Linked DNA regions of Aedes aegypti: region 1 is linked to region 2. Evidence: chromatin contacts called from public Hi-C data. All regions are on one chromosome and are shown on one strand. The core of a region is the stretch at or near the end of the contact, and the rest is flanking DNA. Distances in the headings are between cores, read along the strand shown.

Evidence for each region. Hi-C and Micro-C count contacts between places; a contact is called where the count stands out from the background.
Region 1: a contact with region 2 is called in a Hi-C map of whole pupa, with 4 times the contacts expected there. The contact joins two enhancer-like sites. A contact is called at or near these places in 2 of 2 Hi-C or Micro-C datasets (whole body and whole pupa).

What each region holds. Positions count from the first base shown.
Region 1 is chr2:29,496,491-29,502,858 of AaegL5.0, reverse strand. The region is part of intron 2 of LOC110675422 (mediator of RNA polymerase II transcription subunit 13); the gene reads right to left. Among protein-coding and RNA genes, the nearest start is that of LOC5574113, 58 kb to the left of the region's middle. Within about 2 kb of position 1,703, at least 3 of the 3 cell types and tissues checked have open chromatin away from gene starts, as enhancers often do.
Region 2 is chr2:29,435,475-29,441,950 of AaegL5.0, reverse strand. All of the region lies in intron 1 of LOC110675422 (mediator of RNA polymerase II transcription subunit 13), which reads right to left. Among protein-coding and RNA genes, the nearest start is that of LOC110675422, 5.5 kb to the right of the region's middle. Within about 2 kb of position 1,335, at least 3 of the 3 cell types and tissues checked have open chromatin away from gene starts, as enhancers often do.

The DNA of each region.
Region 1 (6,368 bases), core at 454-2,953, 61 kb before region 2:
CACAATAAAATTATAAATTGAATTTGTATGATTTAATGAAAATATAAATTTATATGAATTAATTTGCTGTAAGATTTATTCGCTGAATTGCACCGCCTACTTGGAGATTAATTAACAGTAGATGAAGCTATTGGTAGATATAAAATTAAAACCAATTATCGTCTCGTGTCATAAGTATAAATAGTGGCGCTTTCTTTGTTCAAACACCTGTCCCAAGCTCGCACAAAAGCAACAAGTTCTTAAGTGTGCATCATCATCATCATCGCGAGCCTTCGTAGGTGACATCGATAATAATATGACAAGGCAAATTCCCTTCGGAAGGTGGCACGTGCCACGATATAAAGTGCGAAACGCTCGATCGAAAGTGCAAGTGGGTAGTCGTTGTGTGATGAGATCAGTAGTTGAGGGATCATTATGCAAACTTTTCTCCTTCTATGAAAATGCTTAGTCATTTATGGACAGTCCCTCAATACAAACCAATTGATTGAGTAGATATAATTTAAAAACGCAAGGTTTATCTTTATACACAATAAAACCTTCATACCCTCGACATAGTTTCGCATTTCGTAGTTTTCTGTATTGAAGCACCCCCGATAATTCGAACAGTACCTCATGCAAACCATCTAGGTTCATTTTCAATTAGAACTACTAGCCACCCTACGAACAACAGAAATAGTACCGGGTACCCCCGTTAGTTTGACCACATTTAATCTGAACACTTTTTAATTTGTACCCCGCTAATTTGCACATCGTTCAGATTAAAAATGGTTCAAACGTCATTTAGCTTCTGGAACGGAGTAAAGTGAAATGGAACGCTGTGGAATGGAACGCAAAACCAAAACAAAACAGTGAAAAGGTTACCAGAAACACGATTCTAGGGTGACTAGATGTTCAAATTAAAAATGAACCCCGATGGTTTGCATGAGGTACCGTTCAAATTAGCGGGGGTACACGGTACTTCTGATTACCTTTTTGGCTGTTTAGTTTTGATTATGCGTTTCGTTCCACAAAGCTTCTTTTAACTCCATTCCATGAGCTAATTGACGATTGAACCATTTTTGACCTGAATGATGTGCGGATTAGCGTGGTGCAAATTAAAGTGTCCAGATTAAATGTAGTCAAATTAACGGGGGTGCCTGGTAAGTATTTTGATTTCCAATATTGACTCATTAATATTTCAACTTTCTACTTTTTGCATTGCATTTTTTCGAGTACAAATCAGATAATCTATTGAACGTCTTAGATGATGAGATTTGTGCTTTTTAACAAAGAAGGCGGTTATTATGATAGACATCTTTGGATTCTAACAATCGTGTCTTCGATTGTATCTCAAATAAAACATAATCAGTTCATTGGCTTATTCAAGTATTTTATTTATTTTTTAGTATGAAGCATTAAGTTCATAATAATAAATAAATGAAATGTTTGAATAAGGTGTTAATTTACTACGAATGCTATAGAAGAAAAATATTCTTCCCGACATCATCAATGCATAAACAATATTCAACTAACGCAAACAATCAACCAAGCAGGTAATAATCGTTAATCGCTTTATAAGTATATTCCTTCAAATCTTTCCCATCGCTGCTCTTCTGAGTCTGATGTGCAAGAGTGATCACTCAATTGAACGGTACTCACTTGCACCATAGACCGTTCCGTTCCGTACACAGCCTGCTATACTGATTCATGTCACATACATGTGTGAGAGCCATTGCGCGTTTACATTCGCAGGAATCGTTCAAGCAGCATGCGCGCCGAACATGCAGACCCGTTCGAAAGTATTCATTTTAATTTGCTGTAAATCTCCTGTGTGTATAGGATGCCCACCGCACACACGGTATGTTTTTAGTTATTCCACATTTTATTGTGTCCCATTTTCGTACAGAGTATTCTCTTTGCGGTGGTTTTCTGGTCTGACGACGGTGTTCGAGTAGTAATCAATCCTCGAGTCAGTATTCGTGAATTTGGTATATCTCTCTTCTACCAGTATCACCCCCTGCGCAATCCACACATCATTAAAATTATTGTTGACAAAATTCCAAAAGATTTTTGACATTTATCTGCGTTTGTGGTTGTGAGTACGGCTGTACTTCACAAGAAAATTTCATTGTGTGCGTCCGCGCAAATTATTCTCTCTTTCCGCTCATTCTCATTTCTTTTGCCTCTCTTCGCTTCGCACTTTAAAATGTTTGTTTGTATGTGTATGCTCATTGTCGCCGCCGAATAGCGAACAGACTCGATTAGTTGTATGTAAATTTTTTATTAACATTTAATTGGACGTAATGAAATTGTATTATTACTTTGGCACACATGGCCTATCTGACCAACGAAGAATCTTTATCTCAAATTTGCACACCATCGCCACCGTATGGGGTTGAGGGGGATCGCGCCGGTGGCATTGAAGCCCCGCTCTCCTTTGTATTTGTGTCCCCATTACACAAGACGAAGAGAACTCGCCCCCCACAAGTGGAGTAATGCATGTTGAAAACACTTTCATATAATCGTGTCGTGAGGTTTCCTTATCCGAGTGGAATAATAATATGGAATGGGGGTGTAGTGTTTACGGTGTACTATGATTAGTGCGTTTGTATATGTGTGTCTGTAGCAGTGCGTGATGGTTTTCATTTCGCATCACAGTAGGCTAGGCTTCGACTGTTGCACAGCAATGAGATGACGAATGATAACTGTGTTTATCTGGTGTTTACGTACACTTCACTGATGGCTCCCGAATTGGAAGCCACGCCCATCAAATCCCGTTTATCAACATAATCAACAGCAGCGATAACAGCGTAGTGGGTGACATTCGTGACGTGCGAGCTTTGACATGCGATGAAATGTACAGCCGAGGATGCATTCCATTGTCAAGAAGAAAACAAAGCAATTCATGGTATGGTATTAGCTACTGATGTAAACAAACATGACAAATAATTCCAAATTTTGGGAAAATGATATTTACCATAATTGAAATCGTTTAATTATGATTAATTAAAAACATAAAACATTGAAAATAGACCGAAAGTTGTTCTTAGAAAAACTTTTCTATAAAAAATTTCTCCATCGTGAAATTTTGTCCCAAACATCTGTTTACTATCAAGATTCTATGGTGAAAATTTAAAAAAATATTAAATGTGGGGTTTTTGTGTAATTTAAAATTTAAGTTTAATTTTTGAATTTTTCATGAAAAAACATAACATATTTTTTTAGTGTATATATTTTTTCTTGTAGGCCCAAACGGTTCACTACAGCTTCTTCATACAACATTTTTCTCTAAAATCAACATTTTCGGTGTTAGAATTTAAAAAAAAATGTATGCAAAGATTTATTGGCCATTTTCAAAAGTTATTCTCGAATCGAAACGATGGATTTTTTATGGAAAACACTTATTTTAGCATACCAAAACATGTGCAAAATTTACTGCAGATCGCAGATGGTCGAAATCTGTATCTGACCGATTCGACATGGAATTCGTCATAACCGTCTTTGCGAATAGAGCGCTTTTTTATTTTTATATCGTAAAGTAAACCTGGAATGTCTGTTCTTCATGATTCCCCATTTTAGAGACAGCTAATCATCGTCCGAGTTCCAGCGAAGAACTCTAATGGCGATTTCGTTTATTGCTGGGGCGAACCTAGGTTCGCCCTGGATCTGCTCTAACAGCTGTCAAAACGTTTTTTTATTGGATCGGGTCGAACCCGGATCCGCCCCAGGTTCGACCCAAACACAACGAGATTCGCTCTGTCGATTTTTTGCGATCCAACCTGAGCGGGGTTCAACTGTCAAACATTGATTGTTTACATTTTTATTATTATCAAAATTAACGATTAAAGCATAGATTTAACAACAAGAGATGTTAACGAAAGCATTCGGCAATATTTATTGCATTAATATTGAGACTTTCTTTTGTGATTTTGCACTCAGAGAAGCGAAATTTTATGAAACTGTGTGACTGACAGTTCGAATGTAGGTATAACACATTCGATTTGACTCGAACCTGGATCCGTTTTCGTTCGTTTATTGCGAGTCGGGTCAGCTCTGACCCCAGGTTTAAAACCGAATTCGCCATAAGAGAGATTTGTGTCAAGAGTGCAGGGATAAGAACGTAAACATCTTGATGGAAGGACGCGAGGCGATCAAAAGATGGAAGACCCGGGCAGACGTAAAAATCAAAATCACATCTTGATCTCGAAACGAACTCAAATTATGATCAATTTGAAATTGAAAAGATGTTCCAAAATTTTATAAATCTCAGCCAGTGAATGAAATTATCGCGGAAATAAGACGAAAATAGACATTTTTCAAGCAACCCGAAAATTAGTTGCCGCCTTTATCTCGGAGAAACAGATTTCGTGAAGCGATAATTTCACTCCCTGATCTCAGCACAATAGCTCAACATCTGAAAATATGTAAACAAGATCAACAGATCAACATTTGTTCTTTGACATGACACAAAACACATTCAACAGCAAAATGGCCGGACTGAACAGAGTGACGTCGGGACAACTTCTAGGAACAAAAGCGGTGCGACAATAATATCTTAACAAGATATTGTTCAATACTTCTCCATACTAATTTTTGATATAATTTTTGATATTTTATCTCTTATCTCCAACAAACCAAAAGCTAATTATGATCGTCAGTAGAGTAAGGTGGGGCAAAAGTTCGACCTTAGTGGTATAATCAAAGCACAGACAAACAGACGTAACACTTAGAACAAATCTCAATAAAAATCATAGTCACGAGGACATGTACGCCCAATGCTAAAATTAGAGTGTTTGGCCAACAGGCCAACAGATGGCGGTAGTGTTTAAACGTCAAACGCGAACAAAACCGATGCAAGCGCTGCGGGTGGCCGATTGGCCACCTACTATATTTTTGAATCGACCGTTAAAAAGGTGGTCGATGGAGAATGGTGAGAGTGTGACGTCTGTTTGTCTGTGATCAAAGTTTCCAGGAAAACAATAGCAGTTAAAACAAAACAAAGTGAACCTTCGACATATTGGCTATAACTTTGCTGAACAAACTTGTGTCAAAATATTTACTCATTTTTAGTTATAACAGTTTCAAAATTGATTGTCTTATTCGAACTTTTGCCCCACCGGTGGGGAAAGAGTTCGAATCTAGTGTGGGGCAAAAGTTCGCTGACTAAAACACAAAATATCGATCCTTTTATGACAGGCATACTTTACTCTAGCCGTAAACTTAAGTTTGCCGAAAAATACACACTAAATTTTCATCAAACAATTGCCCAAAACCGGGTTAATTGTAATATATTAAAAAAAAGCAGTTTTTCACAAAACTTAGTGGAAATGTAAAATTTTGGTGACAGTTTTCACACGATCAGACAAATTTAAATAAATTTGAAGATAATATGTGGATTTTAGGTAATTTGCAATTTTTTTCGTGATTTTATACATGGGTCGAACTTTTGCCCCGCTGATTCGAACTTTTGCCCCACTATGGGCCAAACATTGTTTTCAAGCATTTATGCAAAAACTAATACACCTCAAAGCAACCTTATGATAGGCCTAGAAACGCCCTTACATAAAATATTGAAAAAGATTTTATCTACAATTGGTTCCATGCAACGAAAGTTTGACCAAAAATTACAACATTCACGTCAAAAAACAACAAATAGCCATAACTTTTCCAAATCTCAATCGATTTTTATGATATTTGGAGTAAAAGTCTCTAACTTGAATAGCATTCGAACCACCATGACATTTATAAAATTTGTTTTGAAATGAGCTAGAAATCTTGAAAAGAAACTCTTACCCCACTCGAACTTTTGCCCCACTTTACTCTAATTATTTTAGAACAACAAATTATGATCTTGGTCAGCTTTTTCCACCTGCTCGGGCAAGTACCACGATCACCTCAAGCCGCAGAGGACACCGGCACAGTGGATCAGAATTCAGCATAGAAGATGATGCTTACATCAGCACAGAGGACAGCGGGAAACCAACCAGCTCCCATGATGGGGGAAGTTGAGGACCCCATTCAATAGCCCAATATTGACCAGGTAAGTTTGACCGGTACTCAGAATTGGAAGATAGATAGCTACCGGAGAATTTGAAGAATGACTACTATCTAAAAAAAGGCGACAAAACGAATTGTGAAAACTATCGTGCAATAACCATCCTGAACGCCGCCTATAAAGTACTAACCTAGATTATCTTCCATCGTCTATCATTTATAGCTAATGATCGCGTGGAAAGTTATCAAGTGGGTTTCATCGATGGCTGCTCGTCAATGGACCCGATCTTTGCCATACGGCGAATCCGCCAGAAATGCCATGGGCACCAGTTTCTTACGCACCACCTGTCCATCAATTTCATTTTTTTTATTTGAACTGGAGTAATTGAATAATG
Region 2 (6,476 bases), core at 86-2,585:
AATAACTTGATAGAGCTAATACAGAGCTAACATGAGCATCAAGCAGCTGGGATGAAGCGTCTGGAGTATGGAAAGAAGTTATGACTCAATCCTATTCTAAACGCTTCCTTGCCGTAAAGGATTCAATGACATTACAACAGGCAATCCGTGTAGGGTCGTGTTTCAATTTCCCATACAACCCAAATATGCAACCCCTACAACTTCGATGCCCGCTCGCGCTGCATGTGGTAGTCGTCGTACCAATGCACCGCGCACCATTCTGTTGTTGTATATTTTTGCATGCAAACCTTCATGAAGCTACGCTGCTCCACGAACGATTCGCATACATATTCTTAAACTTGAAAAAATAATTATTGCTGATAAAGGCAACAGCCAAGGCTCATTGAGCACTCTATGCCTGTTACCTCCGCTCCTCCCACTACCTCTTGATCTGAATCCAAACGAACTGCCTGGGTCTGGGAGGTTCAACGCGCTGTCTTACTTGCACCAGCTGCGGCGTGCGGCGACTTCGACGATTGCATCCAACCGTTTCTGTTTGTTGTAGCTAGCGAACCAGCAGCGATACATTCGACAACCGGGGCTGCCTGCATGCGCCGACCGACAAGCGAACTTTGTTTCTGTGGTACGTGTAGATGTAGGATTTTTTTCTTCAATTTTTTTGTATGGGTTCTATTTTAGTATTATACCTTCGTATTCTGTTTCTCTCGCTCGATTCTTTTTTGCTGCTGCATTTTATTCCATTCGTTTGCTTCTCAGCGTGTGTCGTTACATTGCATCCATAACATTGCTGCAACCTTTGGCGATTGAGGCTGCACGGCTGGTGTATCCTATTAGTAAATGCAAATTTATTCCAATGTGGTGAAGCTCTCTGTGTCATGCACCGACGCGAAGCTACATTGCATTTTTTTTTCTTCTGCCGTACTACTTTCGGCGTATTGCGCCAGGCGTCTATTTGACTGTCCTCGATGCTGCGAATGCCTCCAACGAAAGTCGTAGATTACGTTTAGGGCTGACAACTGTCAATGTCAGTGTATGCTTTATGGTGTGACAGTTGATTATCAGAAAATTTCAATCGCTTTCCAAATGGCGAAAATCTGCTATGTTCAAAAGATTAGGACAATCTCTGTAGAGCATGTTGCGTTGTATCGAGACAAGGAATTTCACAAACGCTTCTTTGCGTTGTTCGTCTACACGCTCTGGATATTGTCTTTCTTTCTTAGGTACCAAGTAACAACAAGAGATCTTCGTAACGAAGACCGCGACAACGACGATGATGATGTCGAACGACACACTCTGTCCTTCCGCTTCCTCACGTACTGTCGTTTCCACTTTCGGGTACATTCATATGTGATACCAACTACACAATCACTGACATCGTCATCGCCGTTGCCGTACCGTAGTCATCCTATTAGTCGCAGGGAGCGCGTTGCTTATTATTGAAACATTTTCATTTATTTTTAAAAGCAGTTTTTCTGTTCTTCTCGTTTTGCTTCTCCAATACACAGTGTGTTGTTCGCGTATGTATACGATGTTATCGTAGGAAGGTTCATTGTGTTGGTGCATCGTCGTCGGACAGCAGTACCGCAGAGAAGTTCAATGTTTTTTTTCGCTCTTTTGGCTGTTCTGCTGTTGGTCTACTTTAGTTGGATCCGTGGTTGTTGTCTACCAATACTGATCCATGAGCGACATGAATATACAACGGAGCGGTGGGATTCGCTCGGTTGTTTAGCTAGTAACTAGACAGTGTTGATGGCAGACAATTGCGTGACCAGAAACATCCGAATGGGAGGTGTTCAAACATTACCTAACTATCACAATTCTGATTATTGGATGTACCGATGCAATCACACCAGATTTGATAGCTTTCTGATGAATCGTAAAATAGCAAGATTTCTTTAAATAGCATACTTTCAACCTCAGCGTAGAGAATCCTGGATGATCTACGAGTCGGAGTCCTATAGTAATCAATACATTCAGCTGTTTAATTTTGGCCAGGCGATGAACGTAAGATGATTTTGCTTTCAGGGAAGTGTTTAGAACCATCTGCATAAACTCTTCAGAATTTCGGATGCTTTGCGATTTTAGCGCAGCTCTCACAGAATGACGATATTTATGCAATCATAGAACGTCAGATCTACTTGCAAGTCCAAGGATCAATATCGATAATCCACTTCCAGAAGTCCTTCGTCAATTAATACAGCCACTAATCGCATTTTAGTCAGGTTATATACGTGAGAATTTTTGCTTTCAGTAAAGTGTTTAGAATCATCCGCAGAAATTTATATTAGCTCTTCGGAATCTCAGATGCTTTGGGGTTTTGGCCCAGCTGTCACAAACTGACAATATTTATAAGGCGGACTATAGATGATCAAAGAATAGAGTGCTTAGAACAGTTTTGATGATAGTTTTATCAATTTGTTGTCTGAAAAGAAGCTAACGCAAGGTCAAGTCAAGTTTAAAAAGCAAGGTCGTACGGAATGGGTGCACGACGTTAGGCATAAATACGATAGGCATAAGTACGATAGGCATAAATACGATAGGCAGAATAAACGTTTGGCATAATGGATGTTTGGCATAATAGACATTAGGCATAATGGACGATTGGCATAATTGCCAAAATAAAAAAAATGTTTGTGCGAAAAGTGATCTGACTTTTTGGCAATTGTGGATGGCTTCAAAGATCAAAAGTGTGTACTTTAAAATACGATTGCCTATCAATCGTCCCATAGTTGTGAATCCTTTGAGGTCAATTTATAGGATAAAACTTGATTAAATGATAAGCATTACAATGCTGTAAATTACCTTCATTAGCTTTGTGGTAATTTCTCTGACCATATGTATCGTACACAAATAGGAATGCAATATGGCCACTTTGGTTAATAATGGTGGAAGTGCTCCTAGAACACTAAGCTGAGAGCTTGGGTTGGGGCGTAATGCCAAGAATATGAACGACGCTGTAATTGCTGCTCATGTTTTGAGTTTAGTTGTACACATTGGCAAATTTTTCTTCAGAGATTATCCCTTCTTTATATTGAAGGCTGTTCTTTATAGCTATACTGTCGACAAAACTGTTGGAGTTAGTGCTGCTAATGTTTTACAGTGAAACCTCCATGAGTCGATATTGAAGGGACCATCGACTCATGGAAATATCGAGTCATGGAACAGTAATCCTTTGGAAAGCTGTTTCTAGGGACCATCATAGTAACCATGAAATTTCGTTTCTAGTATGGTTCCATGAGTCGATATCGAGTTATGGAACATCGACTCATGGAGGTATTACTGTAATCAGAAAAAAAATCTTTTTTTATAATTAAAGTGTTCTTTCGAGACATACTAATTCAAAATATTATGTCACTACCTGAGACGAGACTCGCGAAGACGGTCTTCTTTTTCTGTGATTGCTGAGTTTTTTTCTTATTCCACTTTGTGCATACCAATTATGCGCATGCGCATACCAATTATACGCATGCTGTTCAAATCCTCACATGAACCTCTCAGCAAAAAATGATTAAGTTTGCATCACATCGAATCATAAATAGCCATTTGAGTGAAATTTCATGCCAGCAAACGTAGAAGACATTAGAAATAATTAATCTTCTGCTTAGATTTATCAGCAACTTTGGAAAAAACTGCTCCGCCGACTGAGGTTTTTAATAACAGTTTACTTTGAACACAATACTTTTCACTTTTTCAGCCATAAAAACGGTGGGCTGCATTTGACGTTTCGTGAGAGGGGAATCTGGGCTGCATATGACGTTGATATTTTTCCTCTTCGCGAGTCTCTCTCAGGTCACTACTACTCTTAATACTTCCATCATATATTCTCCCTTCTTTGAATCATAGGCTATTCTTCATACTTAAACGGTTAATCTAATGACTGTAAGAAAGGGACCTTCTTTCAATTATATGCTGTTTTGTGGATTCTTGCTGTTCTAATAGTTGTTGGAATTGTAGATGTAAATATTGAGGATTTTGCCCTCCAATAGACTCACACCTAAATAATTTTGTCCCACCAAAATATTCTCCCACCATGTTTGCCATATATTGGATGGCGTCGTAGCTAACAAAACCAACAAGTAACGCACATGTAACGCATTATGTTGGATTGTACTTTGAATGCAAGGTGCGTGCTTCTATGAAAGTGCCATATAAACTGATGTGTGAGTATTTATTTTTCCTCGTTGAAGATGTGCACGATAATCTATTCCTCAACTAAACGAACAATATTTCCATAAAAAAATGCACGCTATGCTAAATGCTGAATACTATGCTATGTTAAATTTGAGCTTGACTGTAAAATTGACTTTGAAATTAAAGTTTAATTTTCAAATTCGACGAATTTCAAATATTTTCCAGGTGCTTTCGGCATATGTGGCTGATCAAAATTGTTTGAAAATCATCAAAAACTGTTGGCAGAAGAGGCAAAGGAACTGTTTTCATCACATTAAATTAATGAGCAGATTCGCTTTTATTGGCGTCACACCTACCTCTATTTTGCCTTTCTTGGTTGGTGAAGAGTCTTCGATAAGTCACCTAAACAGGGTTGCGCCTTTATCAGGGCTTTGGACATGTAGCTCTGGTTCTCACTAGTTTCCAGTTCCTTCGGACATGCTACTATGGTGAGCCGTCATGCGTTAGCGGTGTCACACTACCAGAATTTTATTGTTGAAGGTTATGTGACCTATCATAACATGAATTTTTGACTTGACTCTAGATTGTTGTCTTCAAGTTAATCATTTGCATTATAAGTACTAATAATTACATGGATTCTTTGCCTTCTTTAGAATTAACGCAATTATGTAAGAAAATTATACAAAAAATGTCATATACTCTTCAAACTAAACATCTCTAGAAATAAATAACACTTGCTCATCTATCTATATAAATAAAAATGGAGTGGTGTTTGTATGTCACGAAATAACTTGAGAATGGATGAACGGATTGATATAAGTTTTTCACTGTTTCACTCGACAAGGCATGCGACGTGATCGTGTTAGAAACAAGTTGAGAAAAGTCTCCGGAATAATAAGGAAAACGAAAGAAAACTTATGTGTCATTTTGTATGGACCAATGCACGAGTTCACTAATTTGACGTTTGAGCGGTGCCGAATTCACTCGTTGCCATGGTCACGTAAATAACACGGCACCGCTCAAACGTCAGATAGTGAACTCGTGCATCGGTCCATAGGGGATTGCATGACGTTTCACAACAGCCTACTTGATGGCAAGACGAAGTTTTCCGGGATCACTAGTCGTAAATATTAATGGATACATACAAAATGGATTGAACTGCACTTATGAATGATAACAATGTCCATGATAACAATCTTCTTCCATATCTTCCGGTAATGGATTCATTGTCAAATTTCATAACACCTGAAATAGTCATTAATAATCAACCAATTAATTCACACCCTCGTAACGCTTTTTGTATGAACTTTCTATTATTTTTTTATGAGCTGTTACATCTTAAGGACATCCACCCACCTCCATCACCGTAATGGAATTTGTAAATGGACCGGAACAATTTTCGATATGAGAAGAGTTTTGAATGACACACACGCAAATTATTTTATGACAAACGTCCATTATGCCTAATGTCTTTTTGCCTAACGTCCATTATGCCTTACATACTTATGCCTAACGTCCTTATGCCTAACGTCTTTATGCCAAATGGGGTATACTCGTACGGAATTATAAAAATCAAATTTCGTACATAAAGAACACAGCCCCTTCAACAAAAATCCGCAACTGCACACGCCAACGCTGGTAAAACAACCATCGACGAGAAGGAGACGAGCGAACCAGTTTTCCAGCGATGCTAGTTGGACGATCTTCAACCAGGTCGGTTGACTGAGTGGCTGGCTGACTGGTTCGGTCGTCTGTACTGCTGCCTGGTGGTGCGCAAATTTGGAATTCTTCTCCTTGTCGCTCTCTTTCGGCTCCTTGGCCCAAACGCTTCACGGCCGAACGGAACGAGGAGCAACTAGCTTCTTTTGCAGCACCAGCACAGCTCGTCACAGTCGTGCGTTGCTTGTTATATATGTGTGTATATGTATATGTGGACACGCGACCGGGCTGATTTGCTCTGTTCCTTTAAAATAGCTTAGAGATATGTTGGGCTTATGACACGGTTGAAATCGCCGCCACCACAATACCTTCGATCGCTCTCACGCATTTTACGGGCGATTTTTGGATTTTTCGCCTGATAAGGTTTGCATGGGGTTGACACCAGAGCGAGCGGTAACGACAGAAGGTTATCAGTGCAAAATAGTTGTACGGCGCAAAGCCCCACCACACGCATACAGAAACTCTCCGTTCTAAACGAGCCGCCGGATAAGGCTCAATTAGACATGACCTCAACACTCGGTTACCGACTCAGCAGGCTGTGTACGCGCTTTCGCCTTGAAACTGCTGCTCTGCAGCCGCTTTTATTGCTGTTGTTTTGTGTTTACGTTGCCTACTGTGATGTAAGT